4 separate regions of the Mus musculus genome follow, and regions 1, 3 and 4 are each linked to region 2. A link is a contact called in public Hi-C and HiChIP or PLAC-seq data. All regions are on one chromosome and are shown on one strand. The core of a region is the stretch at or near the end of the contact, and the rest is flanking DNA. Distances in the headings are between cores, read along the strand shown.

Region 1 (3,360 bases), core at 197-2,696, 320 kb after region 2:
AGTCATGGTCAGGCAAACCCAGCAGAACAGCATCCCAGCCCTGCCCCTTTAAACTGTCCCAAGAAAGGCAAAGAAAGCCAAGGAAGTGAAGCAATGAGGCTTGGCAACACAATGCACCTTGGGCTCCTAGGTCTAATGATGCTCCTAGGAAGGATGCTACTGAGACAGTCGGGAAAGCTTGAATGTGCACTGTACAGTGCTAAAAGTATTGATGCTGTTCTGTTTCCAGAATTGGGTCTTTGAAGCCGGGCACTTCATTGCTACTTTGGTTGTTGATAGCAGTTGGAACTTGGGGCCTTTCACATGCTCACCCTGTATCACCAGGAGAGCATCTCTGGTCTTAAGAAGAGACACATCCAAGTGTTTGGGAGTCAAGGTTACATGATTACTTTTAAAGAACAGGGCCAAATAATAACAGTAACAGGGTTTTGGTTTTGTTTTGGGGGCGGGGGGGGGGGTGAGGAAAGAGTAATATCATCAGCTTGATGAGATTAGCATCATCATGGGAACAAACGTCTATGGGGAATCTTTCTAGATTGGATTAATTGAGGCAGGCAGCACTCATTGCATGGGCTAGGGTCCCAGGCAGAAGGAGAAATGGAAAAGTTTGTTGATCTCAGAATTCCCCTCTCCCTGCTTCCAGACTGAAACAGGACCTGCAGGCTCCTGCTACCACCTTCCCCGCCTTGGGCTGTAATCTCAAACTGCAAGGCCAAACAAAGCCTGCAGTCCCTACATCTGCTTTCCTCAAGAGAATTTTGTCACAACAATGAGAAGAATAACTAAAACAAAGACTGTTCTCGTGGAGGGACCCAGATGCAAAGGCTCGAGGGCAGGAAAGAGCTTGGCTTGCTAGAGACAACTGAGTGACAAGCTGGTGACCCAAGCAAGGGAGCAAGTCACCAGCCTGGGGGTGTGGGTTATTTAACTGCGCATAGGAAGCTGAACAGGGAGGCAGTTGGGAGATTCTCCCTTGGTCCACACAAGAGTTGACAGGAGCTCAAGGACCAGGGTGTTAGCATGAAAGTGACAGAAAAAGGACAAAGCAGGGAATCACCTTGGAGGTGGTGCTCCCAGGACAGGACTTCTGAAAACATCAGTGGTGAGCACTAAGGGAGAGAGAGCAAAGGCATCACCAGGTTTCAGTGTGAACTGCTTAGCCCAGGGAATGCCATTTCCAGCAAGACAGGGAAACTAGGGGCAAGTTAGGGCCAGGTTGGGGGTGTAGAGCACGCACTTGGGTTTGGGCGTGTTGAGGTCTAGATGCCTCTGAGGCATCCAAGTAGGTCACTGCACCTTCAGCGCCTGACTTGAAATGCAGGCTACATGATGGACTGCAGCGGAGGTGGAGGCCAGAGATGCAGCGGCTGCTGAGCCCTGCACCCAGTTAGCCTTGGCTCCTTCATCTCCAGTCTCAGCCTCTCTCCCTCTCCCATGCTTGTCTGCAGTCGGGGGGAGGAGGGAGGGAGAAGATGTCTGAACTCAGCTCCCAACATAAACCACAGTGCCTGCCCTTTATCCTTCCCCAGCTGGAATGGCAGAGTCCCAGAGGAAACCTTGCTGGTCACTATGGCAACAACTGAGCCTTGGCTTAGAACCAGTCAGGTACCTGAACACTGATCTCAGGGAAGGCCAGATGGTACCCAAAATGGGGGGCAGGATGTTAACCCATCGCACCTTCCCTCAACTCCTGGCTTAGTCTCAAGGAATCTCCTTCTGGGGAGACGGCAGGAAAGGCCAGAAGCTGGGGGTGCAGAAGAGGGTGAGACCATCTGGAGAGCCCTGGCCTCTATCCACCCCATTTCTATAAATATTTCATTAGACTCTTTTCAAGGCCCAGGACAGTAGAAACGGGCTATTGATTTTATTTGCTTTCTCTGCTGGGACCAGCCCCATGGAACCTCTAAACTTTCCTTTCCCCGTCCATCATCATCCCAGTTGCCCGCTCTGTGGTCCGCAAGGACTCATCTCCATTTGCACTAAGAGCAGCAGCGCATTAACAACTTGGAAGTGTCCATGTGACACCCTCGGGCCCAAAAGAACTTCTCCCTGCCCTAAAGTTCCTAGTCACCTCTCTCACACTAATGATGCCTTAGCTGACACATCTCACCCTGAATACTAGTCCTCTGGGAGCTACAAGGTCATCTGGTACAGACACCAACACCGGCAAGCCAATCTGGAAGCCTACCCTGCTGAGTCCTCAATCACGTTGCCCCTCCCTTGTACCCTTGCTTTGTGACCCTAAGTGACACCTACTCCCCGCACACAGGGGTTTCTGCTCCCGACATGCCTATCTCACCCTTGGTACTCACACTCTGGTCATCATCTTCACTTCGCATATGGTCCGCAATGAAGCGTACACCGTCCACAGCTTCCCGGAGGCCACAGCTGCATGGGCCCATCGAGCGCCCCAGACCGGCTGCAGCGGGCTCAGCCTGGAAAGCCCCAGCCAAGCCCTGCATTGATGCAGGATTGACAAAGCAGGTACATGGGTCAGCTGCAGGACCTTCGCGGAAGAATAGTGTGCCTGCCCCCTCACGTTCCCGCTGGCGCCTTCGCAAGCGCAGGCGTTGACGTGCACAGCGGTGGCGTGGCTGCTGCAGGAAGAGGAGGGTGGGCAGCTTCTCCAGGAAGACCACCTTGACCCAGGGCGCCATGGTGTGCGTGGTAGGCGAACGGTGGTGCACATTGAGCACACACACGCTAGTGACGATGGAGAAGGTGACTAGCACCATGGTGAACATGAGGTACTTTCCCACCAGCGGTACGTCGAGGGAGGTGGGAGGCACAATCTTGGAGATGAGCAGCAGGAACACCGTGAGCGCCAGCAGCACAGAAATACAAAGTGTCATCTTTTCACCACAGTCTGAGGGCAGGTAGAAGACCAGGATGGCCAGCGAGGTGATGAGTACGCAGGGGATGATGAGGTTGATGGTGTAGAAGAGCGGTTTGCGACGAATGATGAAGTCGTAGGTGATGTCCACGTAGGTGGAGTCGTCTGGGTTCTCGTTGCGTCGGCCTGGCAGTGCGATGATGTCCCACTCCCCACTAGGTGTGAAGTCGTCCAGGCTGGCCACATCGCTTTTGAGCACCAGGTCAATCTCAGTGCGGTCGTAGGTCCAGGAGCGGAACTTCATGGTGCAGTTCTGCTGGTCAAATGGGAAGTGCTTCACCTCAATCTTGCATGCGCTCTTGTAGATGGCAGGCGGTAGCCAAAAGATGCTGCCATCATAGGAGACCACAGCATTGGAATAGAAGGAGACTTCGTACATGCCGTCAGCACTGTCAAGGAATGGGGCAGTCAGGCCTGGCTTGAGAGTCTGCATCCCACTCATCAACCCAGCAAGAAGGACCTGGCTG
Region 2 (3,381 bases), core at 308-2,807:
TCATCCGCAGAACCGTTAGGCTGAGCCCCTGCTAGCGGGGATGCCTAGAGCCTGAGGCTGTCCCTGCTCAAGCTACTGAGCTGAGCAGGTTCCCAGCCTCCCTGTTCCACTTTGTAGATCCTCAATGTGGGAACCTCCGCTTTTGGAGCAATTCTTGGGCTAGTCGGAAGCCAGATGGGGTTGGAGCCAAGGCCTCTGGCATCAGGGCCTGAGCTCTGGATTTAAACCTTCCAGTTCCCTTGCGTCCAGAGTTTTTATTTCAGACATTTATTTGGGGTGCCCAAGGAGGTGACAGGTGAAGATACTTTGGGCTGACCTGAGGATCTGAGTTCAATCTCTGAAACCCATGGGTGGAAGGAGAGAACTGACATGGCAGCTTGCCCTCTGCCCTGTGTCCCACGGCTGGTATGTATCCTCACACACAAGTAAGGTGGGGTTTTTGTTTGTTTGTTTGGTTGGTTGGTTTTAAATATGAGTTTTCAGGCTGGATGGCTCACCAGTTAAGAACTCCTGTTTTTTTCCAGAGGACTCAGGTTCAAGTCCCAGCACCCACGTGGCAGCTCACAACCATCTGTAACTCTAGAATGCTACAGCCATGCTGGCAAAACACCCATCCACATAAAAATTTGAAATTTCTTAAATGCTTCCCCTTCCATTTTACAGATGACAGACAGCGCTCCACTGCTGGGTCACATCCAGCCCTGACTTTAATTTGTGGATGCTTTTCTGCCTCGGTTCTTCCATTGTTTTTGTTTGAGTTTTTTTTTTTTTTTTTTTTTTTGCTTTTGTTTTAGTTTGGTTTTGGTTTGGGATTTGTTTAGTAGCCCAGGCTGGACTTCAACATCCACTTCTTCAGTCTTTCCAGTGGTGGGATTATAGCACCTCCCTCCATTAATTTTTTAAAAATTTATTATCTTGTGTCTGTATGATCTCTTGAGGTGCAAACATGTGCACACGTGGAGGTTTTACCCAGCTAAGACATCCCACAGGGTGTGCGTGTGCATGTGTAGCAGGATCTCACTATGTAGCCCTCACTGGCCTGGAACTCACTATATATAGATTTGGCTGATATCAAACTCAAGAGATCCACCTGCACACCTGCCTCTGTCTCCCAGGAGCTGGCACCACCATGCTTGGCCGTCTTCCATATCCAAAGTAGTGGCATCCTTAGTCTGCATTGGGGCGGATAAGAGTGGTGAGAGGGCTATTTCTAAACCCACAACTTGCACTGGACCCCATCCCCCATCCTACAGCTGTCTCTGTCTATCCTGGGACCAACATGGCACCTGGTCCTTGCCCCCTCATCAGACAGCACCTTTCAGTTTTAGGTCTTCCTACTAGACACTAGACACTGAGAAAAGAGGGGAGGTCTCCCAAATTTACTTTGCTGGAGACCAAATTGCCCACCAAAAAAGATAAACCAAGGGAGAGAGGTACTGCGTAGACCTTCTCTCCCCTGCCTGGGCGTTCAAGTCCAGCTTTTCATTGGTCAAAAGTTCCCCCTCACCCCCCCCCCCCGCGGGGAAGTCGACTTTTCACTGGTCAAACACTAGCCACGTGACTCCCCTCTTGTCTTCCTGGGCTGGGAGGTTGCAACAAGTTAAGCTGAAGACTGAAGCGAGGAGCTGGGTCAGGTAAAGGAGTCCTTGCCGGGAAGGGGCGTTACAGACTCCCACTTTATCCCCAGATAACAAAAGAGGGCAAAGCTGTATAAAAGGAGTGGGCAGCCCCGGCGTCCACATACTGCCCAACACAGGACCGAAGGGCGGGGAAGGAGGGAGACAGATGATTCCGAAGCAGGAACTCAGGCAAGTTTTTGTGGTCCCAGGTCCTTCCCTTTAAAGGTCAGACAGAGAAGGAAGTTAGAGACAATCAAGGGCATATCAAACCAGACTTCCCAGTTTTGTGCAGACTGGGAACACTCTCTTTTTTAGAAACAGCAGAAGTTTTTGTGAAATCCTGCCTGAGTGAAAAGGGGAGAGAGAGTAGTGGGTGGGTTTTCTTCTTAGAGGTCAAAGACTGCCCTAAAATCACAGCTGGGAAGGGTGGCAGCTAAGTGGGCTCTGGATTGCTTAGACAGGCTTCCTAATAAGGTATTAATGTGCCGATGTGCCGGCCTGGGAAAGCGGGGATGCTTTTTGGTATCAAGGGTTGGGACCCCGAGTGCAGGGGTTCTAGGAAGACTTCTGCTTCAGTTTTAGGTTTGTCTTGTTGACCTAAATACCATACCATTGCCGATTTCCATGGAGACGATGGGTCTGACATCACCCTGGTTGCCATGGTGCTGAGTTCTGGAGGACCTGAGCAGGCTGTAAACAGCCAGGGATAAACAGGGACCTCTGCTCTAGCTGCTGTGGCCACTTCCTTCCTGCTGCCACCTGTTAACAGTCACACACAGCAACTGGGGATGGCAGGACAGTGGAGGGACTGAGAGCCAAAAGCTGAAGGAAGATGGCTGTGTGGGTGTCACTAGAAGAAGGGGGTGGGGAGTTCGGGGTTTTTTGGGGACTTGGTATAGGGAAGTCATTGCAATTGTTTTGTCCCTGTGTGGGATGGGTATCAGTGTCTAGGAGACATGAGCATTGTGGAAGACACCACTAGATGTCCTTTACCTATCTTGGGCCTGAATCTTGCCCAACAGGAGCCACAGGATTTTTTTTTTTTTTAATGATTTATTTATTTAATGTAAGTACACTGTAGCTGTCTTCAGACACACCAGAAGAGGGAGTCAGATCTCGTTAGGGATGGTTGTGAGCCACCATGTGGTTGGTGGGATTTGAACTCAGGACCTTCGGAAGAGTAGTCTGGTGCTCTTACCTGCTGAGCCATTTCACCAGCCCCAGAGCCACAGGGTTTTTTAAGGCAATCATGCAGGACTTAAACCCAGTGGGAGTAGTTGGGGAGCATTTGGCTGGTACAGTCAAATTTCACATTCTGCCTTTTCTGCCAGTGGGTCAGCTAGCTGTCTGTCACTCCATCCTCTTACTTGATCCCGGTTGCACCGCCCTAGCCCAAGGGCACAGCCTTGCTTTATGCTGGTCTTTGGAAGTAGAGGGTGATACCTTAACCCCAGCTGCCCTTAGCTGTGATTAGCAAGGGACAGGATCAGAGACCCAGTTCCCCACCCCCCATTTTGCAGATCTTAATGTAATTTATCGATGGTAATTGCCACAACCCCCGCTCCTCCACTTCTCCCCAGTCACTTTCAAGATCCCAGAGATCAACCTGTACAATTTAAGGTTGAGAGGGAGTGACCCAAGTGGGCCGCTGGGCCCTACAGTATTGGAAAACTTCCTTCCTGCTCACTCCAGTGGTAATCCTAGCTGAGCCCTGCACAGCCAGTGCTGAGAACCCCTAAACCGGTAGTCCCTAACCTTCCTA
Region 3 (3,290 bases), core at 326-2,825, 330 kb before region 2:
CAATAACTTCCCTCAGGCCTCAGTGCCAACAGCCTCATGGTATCTACTAAGATCCTATCATAGTTTCAGGGCATGAAATCAAACTTTACTAGGTCCAAGGCTACTCTCAAGCAAGGCTCTCTGGATGGTCAAAAGTCATGGAGCCAAACATCCCCGAGGAGGGCTGAAGTGCAGCAGAGACCCATCTACTCCAGAGACCCAGGTAGTCACTTCGCTCTTATCGAAACCCCTCATGAATCCACACCTCTACCAGCTTCTTCAGTCCTGAATGCCTCACCTCCTTGAGCCGGGCAATAGCATCCCCTATCTCTGGGTGTCCCAGCTCCTTCTCAGTCAGCACCTTGACGATCTGGGAGAAGTGCTGGATGAAATTCTGCTTTTCTTGGTTATAAGCATCCAATTTCTGGTTCCCATTCATTCTGACAGAGGAGCTAAATGCTCTGAGGGAAAAAAAAACACACACACAAACAAATGAGAGGGTGGCTCGGGTGCTTCCCTCCCCGAAGCCCCACACCCCAACCACACTCACCGAGGCTCCTCTGTCCACACTTGGCACCACCAGCGGGCACTGTGCCAGGCCCCCAGGACTGGACACCCATATGCCAGGGAGGGTCGTTGTAGGAAACCAAGCCACCTCTCCCGGGGTGCCCAGCAGGGGGCTGGCAGCAGGAAGACCCCCAGAGATCTCAGCCAGCAGGACAGGGGCATCCTGGGTGTGCATGGGGGTGGGGGCACCAAGCACTCCCTGCAGGAGCAAGCACCGAAGGCAGATGCTTGGTAGCAGTTACCTAAGGTATCCCCCAAGCCAAGCTTGTTACCTCCTGCATTAGAACGCCCCACCCCGCTTCTAAACTCAAGAATTACATAAAAAACACACAGGAAATGAAAAGTTTGTCGGAGTGACTGAGATCCAATAGATCTTCACTTAAACCGAAAATGGCTAAAACTGAACACTTTCTACTTCCAAGGTTGCGTTCACTACAATTCGGAACATTGTATTACGGGAATTACGGGATGCAAGGTCCTTAAGTCACAATGTTAATGGAGACACCGAACTGAGGTTCAGTGAATGTAAGAGAGCTGAGCTGACGAAGAGCCAAAGCTGGAACCCAGGAGTCCGGATGTAGGGGAAAGAGAGGGAAGCTCTTAGATAGTCCCAATGAGGGGACTGGAGCCGAAGGTGCTGTGCGCTTGTCATCTGTCCCGGCACTGGTGCTAACCGCAGCCGGCCTCCGAGCAACAGGTGGGCGTGGGAGGACTCACAAGAGTAAACTAAAGGCCTGGCGTACGGAAGACTTGAGGAAGACGCCAGCGTTTAGAAATTCACGAAGGCACAAGCAAACCGTTCATTCTGGCCCACCGACCCCAAGCCCCGTAACTCCAACACGGACTGGTCCTTTAGTGCCTCGGAGCTTCACCCGATCCGAGACACGGGTAAACCTCAGCTCCAGCCCCAACAATAGCTCTCACCTGTTCTTCAACGCGGATTCTCCCGGGGTCCAAGATGTTTGCGGCTTACACCTAAAAGCTGAGCGTGCATCCGCTCAGCACTCTGGGAGTTGTAGTTCCCAGTCTCCAGGCTCAGGAGGCAGAACATAAATATAAAACTACGACTCCCGGCATGCCACGGACTAGGCGGCAAGAAACTCAGACTTGTGTCTCAGGGTGGGTGTGGCCTAGTTCGCTGATTGGCTAAATTACCTCGTGTGAGCATGGGCCTTGTGACGGCTGGCCAATGAAAGGGTGGCGCGCGGACCATCAGCCCACTAGGCGGTCGGCGGTGTCGGTACACCCATACCGAAAGCCTGGGAAATTGGCTATCTAATTCCTAGCTATAGTTCTTCCAGTGCTTCTGGTTGACAGTGTTTCTAAGATCCCGGAATAACCAGCCTTGCAGCTTCCTATTTCCAACTCTAGCAAATCACTTCTTACATCTTTGATTCTAGTTAGGTGAAGTCGCTCATTTTTCCAGCCCTTAGAAGGGGTGAGGCAATAAGATCAAGAGTTAAAGCCATGGGGTGGGGCTGGAGGGAAAAAAAAAAAAAAGAGTTAAAACCAATATGGGTCGTGTAATGAGTTTTAGGCTACTTGGAAGACTATATGACTATATGAGAGAAAACAACACCTTTCCCCCAGGTACTTTGGCGCCCTTGAAGCAAAAAGGTAAAAACTCAAAGCAGATGTTAGAACTTTCGGCCTCACAGTTTGCCAGCCCACCACGTTGACTCCTTTTTACTCCACCCCAAACCCCATCGCGATCAGAAAAGAGACCTGAAACTACAAACCACCTCAGACATTAATGGACTTGTCCTTGAAGTATTAGAAATAAGTTTCATTGTCCCAAAGAAAGAGACCACTACCACTCCGGACTAAAAGGTTGAAGGGTCTAGACAAGATAAACTTTACACATTGGTTTATTCTGCAAGGTTTCTCCATGTAGCCCTGGCTGTCCTGGAACTCTCACTGTAGACCTGGCTAAACTTCAACTCACAGAGTGAGAAAATAGTAGATTGAACATGGCTCGCAGAGGGGACTAGACCATGCATAAGAGAAGGTAGGGAGCTTAAGGGAGGGCCAAAACAGCATAGCCGAGGTTATAAGAATGTGAAGTGAGGGAAGAGAAGCTCCTGAGATAGAGACGTTTAGGATAATGGGGGAGCTGAGAAGAGCCAGGAACATGTGATATACTGTGAGAGCCTGGATATACTGGGGGAGCCTGGAGGCCGGCATAATTTTTGTCCCTTCTGCTGCCCATGTAAGGGTAACCCCTTTGGTAAAGGGGAACCGGTTTCACAAGTTCCTAACGAATGCTAGTTTTGGTCAGAATTTGAGGAAATGGAGTTTTCTTTAGAGCTCCTTTGGACAGTAACAACATAAGAAACAGACAAGCCAGGGTAACAAAAATAGTCATGAAACAAACTCATGGTAATACCCAATTAACTGCCAGGATGCCAAGTCTGTGCAAGAAGAGAAGAGCTGTCAACCACTGGCTTTGCAAATGGAAAAGAATAAATTAAGATGGTTATCTCATACTGAGGGAAAAGGCAGTAGACTCCCTGATAGGCAGGCCGACGTGGGAAGGGCTGTGACTACTGAGTAATAGCGATGGTGGACTTCCAAGGTGACTGGCTCCTTCCTCACACTCCTGAGCAGAGGCAAACGTCTCTCAGGTTAGAACAAAGGCTTTGTGAACATTTTCTTCTGAAAGCATAGCCACTGTTGATTCAAGGCAGTTCATGACATATTTACACAACAGTTGTGAGCCAATTGGTCCTCCTGTCTGTTTTCTT
Region 4 (3,208 bases), core at 545-3,044, 360 kb after region 2:
TTTGTTTGTTTGTTGCGACTTGTGGCCCAGGCTGGCTTCAAGCTTAGTGTGTAGCCAGGGATGACACTATCCTCTGACCCTCTCGCTCCACTGGGTCGCAGGTGTGCACCCTCATGCCTGACTTTCCAATGGCTCTTCTCTTCGTAGCATTTATCCATTTATCTTGCTCAGGGTTCCACTTCTCTTCCTGCCAGCATCAACTTTGGAGCCTCCAACATCCCACTGGGTCCTGGACTGCCGTCCATCCAGCGAGGCACCAGGACTTCCCTGGTTGCTGACTTGTGGATCCATCTTACGAGAGCAGTCATCCCTACCTTTCTATGAACGAGTGCAGGAGATGTACATTTCTTTTAGATGTACCATCGGTAAGGAGATTTATTTAAGACCACCTAACTCCGTGCCCTCAAGTGTGCATCTTCCTCCTGACGCTGTACCATGCATCTATAATGGCATCTTGGAACTCATGATCCTCCTGCCTCAGTCCTCAAAGTACTGAATTACACGCAGGCACCACCATGTCTGCCTTGACAATATACCGGAAGATCCTTTCTTTTGGCTTTTCACAACCATTTAAAAATGTACACTCCGTTTTAAGGACCTCCACCCTGGGGTGGGATTGGCATGATCCTTCCTGTTCTGCGAGCTAAGTGAAGAAAAGCCAGACTGCTGGATATGAAGCGTATCTAAGATGACTCAGAAGTGACGAGAAGATGACAGACTGCCTAGAGACCTTGGCATCCAATGTACATGGTGATGGAGTCTCTGGGATTCTTTTGTGCTGTGTGCATTCCAGACTCATAGACTGCAGCCCCAGAATTCCAGCAGACATAGACAAACGCTCCCCCACCCAAGCCTGCCTCCTCCAGGCAAAGCACCAGAATGCAGCCTAGCAAGAGAGAAAACCTCCAAAAGATAACTCTTCTATTCTGACTGAAGTGCCTTCTCTCTGCAAACACACACACACACACACACACACACACACCCCAAAGCAGTGAAGATAGCTCAGACTTCCAAGTAAGTTGCTTCGATACCCTCCTCTGTGGTATCACAGAGGTCTAAACAGGCAGGCAGATGTTTCATCCTCCAGGAAATAAAGAAGCCACACTCTCCCGTGCCCAGCCTCAGCATCGAGGGAGATCACTTGAGAAGTTTAGACATCCATGCTTGCCCAGCAGGAATAAAACTCTCCCTCTCTCTCTCTCCCTACTGGTGCAGGTCAGAGGAAGCTGATGGAAGAGTCAGTCCTTTTGGGAAGGGGAAATGGCCTTCCACAGGACTCTTGTCAGGAAAAGAACCAGCAGTGAGAGGAATCGTCACCTTAAGACACTGGACTTGTAGTTCACTCTCTTCCCCTGTCAGAGCAGTGTCAATGAGGGCAGGAACCACAAAGCCAGTCACAGGGCCGGAGAGTTGGCTCAGCGTTTAAGAGCTCTGGCTGCTCCTGCAGAGGACACAGTTTCACTTCCCAGGACCCACATGACCACTTCGCAGCTGTTCTCAACTCCAGTTCCAGGGGATCTCTAGCCCTCTTCTAGCCTCTGAAGCTGCTAGTGGTGCAGATGATGCACAGACAAAACACTCACATGCAAAAACTAAATAAACAAATAAAAACTTCAAATCCAGTCACATGACTATAAGAAGAAAATATCCAGGTTCCCAAAACTCATCAAACCCAGAGCCCCCCCACAAAAAAAACTCAAAAAGAATAAAAACAAGACAGCCATGCCCTGCCAACAGCAAGATGCTACAGATGTCACACTACCTGACAAACATTTTATGGCAGACATGAAAGAATGTGTCAGCACAAATTGCAAACATCCTTAAAGTGAGTAAGAAACAGGAACTCTCGTTCGAGGCATATAAAACCAGAGGGAAATCTTACAAAGGTTTAAAATATCTTTAAACAGACATTTTAAAATAGAAAAAAAATATGTAAGAATCAAACTCTCAGCAGATAAACTCAACCACAGGATGGAGGGAAGACAGAAAAGAATTGGAAAGAAGAAAGTGGAATAATGGGGAGAAAGAGAGAGAGAGAGAGAGAGAGAGGGAGAGAGAGAGAGAGAGAGAGAGAGAGAGAGAGAGAGAGAGAGAGAGAAGAGAAGAGAGAGAAGACTGGCTCAAAACTGTTTGGTTCTAGCACCCATGCTGTGGCTTACAACCCTCTGTAACTCAAGTTCCAGGGAACTCAATGGCCCTTTCTGACTTCCACAGGTACTAGGAATGCATGTGGTGCACACACATACATGCAGGAAACACCCATACACACAAAATTAAATAAGGAAACCTTTAAAACTACAGGGACAAGCATAGTGTCTTAATCCCAGCACTCAAGAGGCAGAGGCAGGGGCTGGTGAGATGGCTCAGTGGGTAAGAGCACCCGACTGCTCTTCCGAAGATCCGAAGTTCAAATCCCAGCAACCACATGGTGGCTCACAACCACCCGTAATGAGATCTGATGCCCTCTTCTGGTGTATCTGAAGACAGCTACAGTGTACTTACATATAATAAATAAATAAATAAATAAATAAACAAATAAATCTTTAAAAAAAAAAAAAAAAAGAGGCAGAGGCAGGTGGAGTTCTGTGAATTTGAGGCCAGCCAGGAGAGATCCTATCATTCATATATATGATATATATGTATATGTACACGTATACATATATGTGTGTATATATATATACATATGATATATATGTGTGTGTATGGATTTGTGGATATATGTGAGATATGTATATATGTGTATATATATACATATATATCATATATTATATATATATATGATATATATGTATGTATGATATGACAGTTGAAGAACTTTGTGGGGGAAGGGGAAGACCTAAAAGGCAGGATGGGGAACAGAAAGGGGTAATGAAGAGAAAAAGACAAATATCATATTCTCTCTCGACAGAAATCTAGCAGCATCTAGATTTAACTACATATACATTGTGATGTGTATGTACAACAACATACATGGTCAGTTTTATCAACTTGATACAAACTAGAGTCATTTGAGAAAAGGAACCTTAAGTGAGAAAATGCCTCCCTCAGACTGGCCAGGAGGGCATTTTCTTAGTGGTTGATATGGGAGGGTCCAGCTCATAGTGGTCAGTGCTGCTCCTGGGCAGGTGTCCTGTGTTATGTAAAAAGCAAGCGGAACAAGCCATGGAGAGTGTAGTGGTTTGAATAAGAGTGGCCCTCATAGGCTCAC

Evidence for each region. A called contact is a pair of places that touch in the nucleus more often than the background predicts. HiChIP or PLAC-seq counts read pairs in DNA pulled down with a chosen protein or histone mark.
Region 1: an H3K4me3 HiChIP or PLAC-seq map of embryonic hindbrain shows a contact between it and region 2, with 5 times the contacts expected there. The contact joins the enhancer-like site here to the promoter of Pbxip1 in region 2. A contact is called at or near these places in 4 of 39 promoter capture datasets (liver, macrophages, neural stem cells and 1 more), 6 of 484 Hi-C or Micro-C datasets (the AML12 cell line, B cells, bone marrow-derived macrophages and 3 more), 11 of 115 datasets of contacts at active chromatin or transcription factors (SST interneurons, VIP interneurons, bone marrow-derived macrophages and 8 more) and 3 of 9 other capture datasets (liver, macrophages and pancreatic islet).
Region 3: a contact with region 2 is called in a Hi-C map of B cells, with 6 read pairs. The contact joins the promoter of Fdps here to the promoter of Pbxip1 in region 2. A contact is called at or near these places in 1 of 39 promoter capture datasets (pre-B cells), 2 of 484 Hi-C or Micro-C datasets (B cells and embryonic stem cells), 3 of 115 datasets of contacts at active chromatin or transcription factors (embryonic stem cells and pancreatic cancer cells) and 1 of 9 other capture datasets (liver).
Region 4: a contact with region 2 is called in an H3K4me3 HiChIP or PLAC-seq map of bone marrow-derived macrophages, with 2.7 times the contacts expected there. The contact joins the enhancer-like site here to the promoter of Pbxip1 in region 2. A contact is called at or near these places in 7 of 115 datasets of contacts at active chromatin or transcription factors (bone marrow-derived macrophages, embryonic basal ganglia, embryonic forebrain and 4 more) and 1 of 9 other capture datasets (liver).

Annotation. Positions count from the first base shown.
Region 1 is chr3:89,758,360-89,761,719 of GRCm38.p6, forward strand. Chrnb2 (cholinergic receptor, nicotinic, beta polypeptide 2 (neuronal)) reads right to left here. Exons shown (of 6, transcript NM_009602.4): 5 at 2,313-3,282. Among named protein-coding and RNA genes, the nearest start is that of Chrnb2, 4.6 kb to the right of the region's middle. Within about 2 kb of position 1,447, at least 11 of the 459 cell types and tissues checked have an H3K27ac peak or open chromatin away from gene starts, as enhancers often do.
Region 2 is chr3:89,435,147-89,438,527 of GRCm38.p6, forward strand. Pbxip1 (pre B cell leukemia transcription factor interacting protein 1) reads left to right here and starts at 1,558. Exons shown (of 11, transcript NM_146131.2): 1 at 1,558-1,634.
Region 3 is chr3:89,100,392-89,103,681 of GRCm38.p6, forward strand. Fdps (farnesyl diphosphate synthetase) reads right to left here and starts at 1,576. Exons shown (of 10, transcript NM_134469.4): 1 at 1,471-1,576; 2 at 278-440. The coding sequence starts at 418.
Region 4 is chr3:89,795,112-89,798,319 of GRCm38.p6, forward strand. No RefSeq gene overlaps it. Among named protein-coding and RNA genes, the nearest start is that of Ube2q1, 23 kb to the left of the region's middle. Within about 2 kb of position 1,795, at least 72 of the 459 cell types and tissues checked have an H3K27ac peak or open chromatin away from gene starts, as enhancers often do. A contact at or near this core is called in bone marrow-derived macrophages and liver, where this site is marked.